Linked DNA regions of Sus scrofa: region 1 is linked to region 2. A link is a contact called in public HiChIP or PLAC-seq data. All regions are on one chromosome and are shown on one strand. Each heading gives the region's core, a stretch centred on a gene start, on an enhancer-like site or on the middle of the called end of the contact. The rest is flanking DNA. Distances are from core to core; before and after follow the strand shown.

Region 1 (3,057 bases), core at 306-2,805, 280 kb before region 2:
ATGGCTTCTATATGGTCACGTAACGTTCATCTGCCTGCATCTCTCTTAAGGAATTTACGTTTTCCATAAGTACTGTAGATGTTTCAGTCAGATGAACTTCAAAAAGGATATTTGTGCTTCTCATAGTCATATCACATCCATCACACTATTCCATTAAAAACCATGTAAGTGTCTGAAAAGCACGACCACCCACATGGCATCCAGAGGACAATGGCAGAGAAGCTTAAAAGCATCTTCCAAGCAGCAAATCACACCAACAAGACCTCTGTGTTAATAATGCATTCATTTACTTATAAATAATCAAAAAGGCATATTCTTAAAAACAGGTTACAAAGAAGTGGCTGGTTTGGCTAATAAAATAAAACATTCTGGCACAAATTTATTGATAATTTTCTCACAAACCATCTATTTTCTAGTGACCTATAAATAAAAGCTTAAGTTAAAAAAAATCTATCTATATATCATTAACTCTTTAAGCAAATAACCTACGGCAAGGATATCCTGACATTTTTCATAAACACTTGACTTACCACAGCATAGTCTAGATTTTGAAGTCATAGAGATTTAATCCCCCTCTGATAAGAAATTAATATGAATCAGATTCACCACAAAGATACATCAAAATCAAGGTGGACTGAAAATTAGCGCAATTAAATGTAGCCTTGCTCATCACAATGATTAAAAACATTTCCTCTCCACAGATAAAATTTTTTTTTCTAGTTTAGGGGTACTGGGGGGGCATAAAGAGTAAGATGGGGCATATACAAATGGCACATAAACAATTAATTAGGAAAGCCAATTTAAGGGGAATGAGCATTAAGATCCTTTTGAAAAGCACCATATCATAATTATAATCAGTTTTTCCCCCAGTTACTTAGGGGGCAATGTGTAAATGTACATTTTCCCCCATTGGCTACTTACAAGAAAAAAAAAAAGTTCATTATTCAACCCACTTTTCTGAAGAGGAAACATATATGCATTAATATAAACATGATTGTAGATTTATATTAACAGTTTACAGATTTCAAAATTGCCTAAAGAAACCTGATTTTGAACTGGGTGTTTTAGGTGGTAAACCATGGAAATGTCAACTTTGATTTGAGCTAACAAAAAGGAATTTAGAGGATGGATAAGCTCCAGGACCTTTGAATTAAATGAAAGACCAGAACACTCCACAGAATGTCTGCAATAACAGTCTCTACAGAAAATTATGAGGAACTACATAAATCCACCCTCTTCCTCTTCACACAGGCTCATTAAAGCTGTACTGACTCTCTGGGCAGCTATAATTCTGCTGACTGATACCCTGGAATCACCCTGTCAATACCCAGTGGTGTGCTGCCTCTCCAACTATCTCTGCCCCTAATATTCCTCTCTTTGATGGGATTTGCTGACCTTTAATCTGATGCTAGTTTACTCTCATCACTGAAGTGTAAGTCGGAGAGCAATAAAACGGCAACCTCACTGATTCAAAAGGGAGAGCTAAAGCCTGCTAACTGTGAATCTAACCTTTCGTAATGGCTCGCTCTTAAAGGAGGAAGCATGAAGTGGAAGGCAGCTAAAACAAACAATGTGTAATGCTGAGCACAAGATTTATTAGAATCCCTTTTGCATGGGTATTACAAGAGGACATCAGGGCTGTAAACAAAAGAGACACAAATACTTGCAAGAGAGACCAGAGTCCTGGTCAGAATACCCTTCCATGCCAATACAAATCTCAAGAGCTGTGCTATAGGAAATCAAACAAGGTTGAATGAACGAAAAAACCTGGATGACTCCAGGTGGATGTAAACAACTCTGGAGTAATAAAAATCATCATTAAAAATAAGACGTTTTTCTGTGATGAGGTACGAGACTATAATGACTGAAAACCAAAAACTCACTTTCATAATGGGTCCTGGGGAATTCAGAGCTTGTGGAAATTAAATGCTTCCAAATAGTTTTCAGTGTAGTATTAAAGGTAGGTTAATAAGACCCCATGTTTATCGAGTGTTTCCTATGTGCCAGAGCCAGCTCAAAGTGCTTTGCCTATATTAACTCATTTAATCATCTTAACAATCCAAAGAGGTAAGTACTATTATTATGCCCACTTTCATTATTATGAAACTGAGGCCATGCTCACAGTCACACAGCTAATGGTGAAAGAACCAGGATTTTACCCTTGATAACTCTCCTACTCTTCACCACCTCTTGTACATACTGTGTTAACAACCTCAAAAGGTAGATTAACTGCCGAAAAGGAACATTCATTTTTATTTTATTTTTGTATTTTCAAGAGTTGGTTGTGGGTCATTTAAAAAATTCCTCACTACAAGACTCAGTTCATTTATGAATTATCATTCTTTATAAATGCAGCTTGATATGAGACAAATGATTTTGAAGAGATAAAAATATTTTATGAATAACACTGTATTCCATAACTTTATTGTATTTCACCGAATTCATCTCTTAAAGATTAATACCAGGTATATTTTCCAAAAACGTTCACAATTCAGAAGAAGTGAGCAACCCTTAATTCAAAAATTGAAATAATGAAGTTTGAATATTTGACCTTTTCAAATTGTATTTATGCAAAACCCAAATATATTATTCTATTTCATGTTTTCAAATGGCAGCAAATTCTGGCCTTTCAAATGATTTGAAAGTGGCATCCAGTTTTTTATGACTGATCTCTTAAGGTTTCAACTATTTGGCCAAAATCTTGAAGGGCCATAGACTGAATCACAATTATATATAGATTAGTGTAGTATCAACTAGTGGTGCTAATTGAATAAGGCCACTTTTCACCTGCTTGCACAAAGACAGGGGTGTCTTCTATTATAAATTAATCTGGTAAACAAATGCAAAAAAAGGATCTTTCAGCTTGCAAAACACATGAATCTATATAAAATATACACTAAATGCCAGAGCGTAAACAAAGCGGAAGTTATTGTATAACAAATCTCTTCCAATCCTCTTGGGGAAAACAGAGTCTGACAGTATTAGGTTCTAACAGGTGCAGATAGCAGAAGAATTACTTATTCATTCTACCAGAAAGAAAAAGGATAATAAAAAGCA
Region 2 (3,277 bases), core at 300-2,799:
GGAGATGAGCATGCAGCCAATTTGTCAGAGAGTGCTTTCTAAATCATCATCTGCTGGGAGAAGAGAAGGGAGCAGGATTGGGTAGAAGGAGATGTTGGGCAGTAGTACTTACACCGTGGAGCATTCTGAAGCTAAGATGGCCCTTCGGAGGTGTCCCGGGTGGGGGCAAGGGGGCCAGGCCTTAATATTTCTGCATTCACCATGCCAGTCTTCCCCTACCCTTCGTGCTGCTTATGTTTACTTGATCCATGTAAGTAAATACAAATTTACTGGGATGGCTCCTCCATCCCTCTGGTGGGTTTCTGGGTTTTTGGAAAACTTAAATAAGGAAAGTTCATAGAATAAACCGCAGTCCCCATTGCTGCAGCTAGTCTTGAGGCCAGAACTGATACTCCTCTCCCTCTTCCAGTATTCGTTCCTGTCCCTTCAGTCTCAGTTAGTGTCTTCTCTAGTCTAGGTGGCTTTTAGGGTATGATGGCCCAGACCCTTATCCCTGAGTTACTGGCTACTTTTCAAAGGCTTTGGCTGCTTCATTGGTCTGTTTACCACCAAAACTGGGCAAAAGTAACAAAATATGCCCACATGGATTTACTGGCCAGACCTATTCCTTCTTGCCGCCATTGGGTAACAGCAGCCCTGCCGTCTCCTGACGAGAGTCAATTCCTCCTTTCAGGGTGGTGATTTTTCTTCTTGCCTGATATCCCTTGACATGAGGAGCCTGACCAGCAAACATAGTTTAACCTTTAGTGGGACTTTTGCTGTGTGTCTCCTGTGTCCCTTGGTAGAAGTGTTTTGCATATGCGAGCCAGGTTCTCTAAATCCACAGAGCCGCAACTTCTAGGGATAGGAAGCATAAATTCCCAAGTGGGTCCCTGGAAGTAATGGTTAATGGAGCCACTGTTGCTTCCTCTTCTTGGTTCCTAAAACCGTGTGTCTTACCTACCGAGGACGTAATACCATATAATGATTGTTGATATTTTGTATATGTATTGTGTCCTAGAGATGGCATCCTAGCCTCACAGGGTGTCACCTCTGAGCTAGTGCCTTATTTGTACCTTGTTCTATCACTGTTAGACTGAAAGCTTTTGAGTAGTACGGTGTGTGATATAACCAAACAATCCTATGGTTATATGCTAATACCACATATCCTTTGCTATAAAGTGGGTTTCTCAGTCTGGTCCCATGTTATGTGGGCTGCCATTTTGGTGGATTAAACACTCTCCTGGCTGAAGCCTTCCTGGCAGGAAAGGTAAATCCATACCTGAACATGTGTGACCTCTGCCAAAGCCACCTCAGAGTAGAAGAAGTCTAGTACATTCAACTTGCAGCAAATAACTGTTTGGTCTCCTTAAAGGGTGATGGTCTACTGGGACCTCAGTATTGTTCTCTGTTGCTGTCGGGTTGGATATTTGACCGTGGACGGTAACAATATCAGCCTTGGTGAATGGGAGATCATGCTTTTGGGTCCACATATAGCCCCGGTCTTTGTTGTCATGGCTACTCTGCTCATGTGTGTATTGTGCCAGCACTGGGGAGGCCAGTCACAAAGACTAGCTGAAGATAGAAGTCTGTTTTGCAATTCCCCGGGACAGTGATTCACTAGGACTCACAGGAGTCAGCATATAAATTGTGCTCATGTTTTTAAAGTGTACAAAGCATGATCAACAAAGGGAAAAGTATAATGGGCAAAGCCTAGGGATAACCAGGTACACACTTCTAAGAGTCCTCTTCCAGTGGCATCACAGTGGACATGCTTACTCCCCTAGCAACAAGGTGTGTCAACGTGGGTAAAAATATCTGCTGTGGAGGCTTATTAGAAACTCAGTGCCCAGGGTTTCTGTTGGAGGCTCTTCACCTGTACACCCTCTGCCTAGCGTGTACCAAATTCCAGAGTCCTGGAAGGAAGGCAGATGTTCAGTGTAAACCACATCGTTTGCGCAGTTTAGACACACTGAGCTACTCTTTATCAGGGTAATAAGAACTCTCCTAAGGCCCATGTTCCCAGGAGTCTACGGATTTTAACTTCCTGACACATCTCCTTCCACACAAAGGAGACGAGCAAATGCTTTGTCCAAACTCTAGCTATTGGGGAGTTCCCTTGTGGTACAGTGGATTGAGGATCTGGCATTGTCACTGCAGTGGCTTGGGTTACTGCTGTGGTGTGGGTTCAGTTCCTAGTCTAGGAAGTTCCACATTCTGTGGGTGTGGCCAAAACAAACAAAGTCTGGCTACTGGGAAGACTTTGTATCACTGTTATCTTTCGAAGCCACACCTGAGTGGGGCTGTATTGTAGCCATGGTCCATTTTCAGCTTCAACAGTGTCCAGCATTTTTGAACTGTTGGCATTCCTCTTTCTCAGTACATGATTGCTTGACTAAATGACCTTAGGTCTTTTTCCAGAAGATCATTACAATGTTTACTTGCTCTGGTGGTATAGGTCCTTCTTCTTTTAGCTTTATCTCGTAATCTCATATTTTTTTTTTTTGGTATATTTGCCTGTAGATATTTCTCATTTCTCATATTACTTTTCTGAATTATTTATGAGTGTTCCTGAATTTCCAAACCCAGAAGGTTTTTCTAACTTTTCTTTTTGATGATTGATTTGAACTTGTTTTGTGGTTGGAGATGGTCTGCTGATACCAGTTACTTGAGATCTGTTGAGCATGATTTTATGCCCACTAATGTAAGTCACTTTTTTTTGTTTTGTTTTGTTTTTGTTTTTGTTTTGCTGTACTTGCAGCTCATGGACGTTCCCAGGCTAGGGGTCTAATCAGAGCTATAGCTGCTGGCCTACGCCACAGCCACAGCAACACCAGATCTGAGCTGCATCTGTGACCTACACCACAGCTCACAGCAACACCAGATCCTCAACCCTCAACCCAGGGATCAAACCTCAACCTCGTGGTTCCCAGTGGGATTCGTTTCTGCTGTGCCACGATGGGAACTCCACTTTTTTTTTTTTTAACAGCTGCGCATGAGGCATATGGAAGTTCCCCGGCTAGGGGTCAAATTGGATCTGCAGCTGCCAGCCTATGCCACAACCACAGCAACACGAGATCTGAGCTGCATCTGCTACCTGCGCTGCAGCTGTAGCAACGCTGGATCCTTAAGCCTCTGAGCAAGGACAGGCATTGAACCCACATCCTCATGGATACTAGTTGGGTTGTTAACCCACTGAGCCACAATGGGAACTCCTGTAAGTCACTTTTTGTAAATATTACCTGTGACCCTGGAAAAGATGCTGGAACAACTGCTGCCATTGGTTGCAGAATTCTAA

What was found. HiChIP or PLAC-seq counts read pairs in DNA pulled down with a chosen protein or histone mark.
Region 1: a contact with region 2 is called in an H3K27ac HiChIP or PLAC-seq map of alveolar macrophages. The contact joins two enhancer-like sites. A contact is called at or near these places in 1 of 47 Hi-C or Micro-C datasets (embryonic fibroblasts) and 1 of 2 datasets of contacts at active chromatin or transcription factors (alveolar macrophages).

What each region holds. Positions count from the first base shown.
Region 1 is chr1:266,541,164-266,544,220 of Sscrofa11.1, reverse strand. All of the region lies in intron 2 of PBX3 (pre-B-cell leukemia transcription factor 3), which reads right to left. Among named protein-coding and RNA genes, the nearest start is that of PBX3, 160 kb to the right of the region's middle. Within about 2 kb of position 1,555, at least 4 of the 83 cell types and tissues checked have an H3K27ac peak or open chromatin away from gene starts, as enhancers often do. A contact at or near this core is called in alveolar macrophages, where this site is marked.
Region 2 is chr1:266,257,938-266,261,214 of Sscrofa11.1, reverse strand. The region is part of intron 4 of MAPKAP1 (target of rapamycin complex 2 subunit MAPKAP1); the gene reads left to right. Among named protein-coding and RNA genes, the nearest start is that of MAPKAP1, 87 kb to the left of the region's middle. Within about 2 kb of position 1,549, at least 2 of the 83 cell types and tissues checked have an H3K27ac peak or open chromatin away from gene starts, as enhancers often do. A contact at or near this core is called in alveolar macrophages, where this site is marked.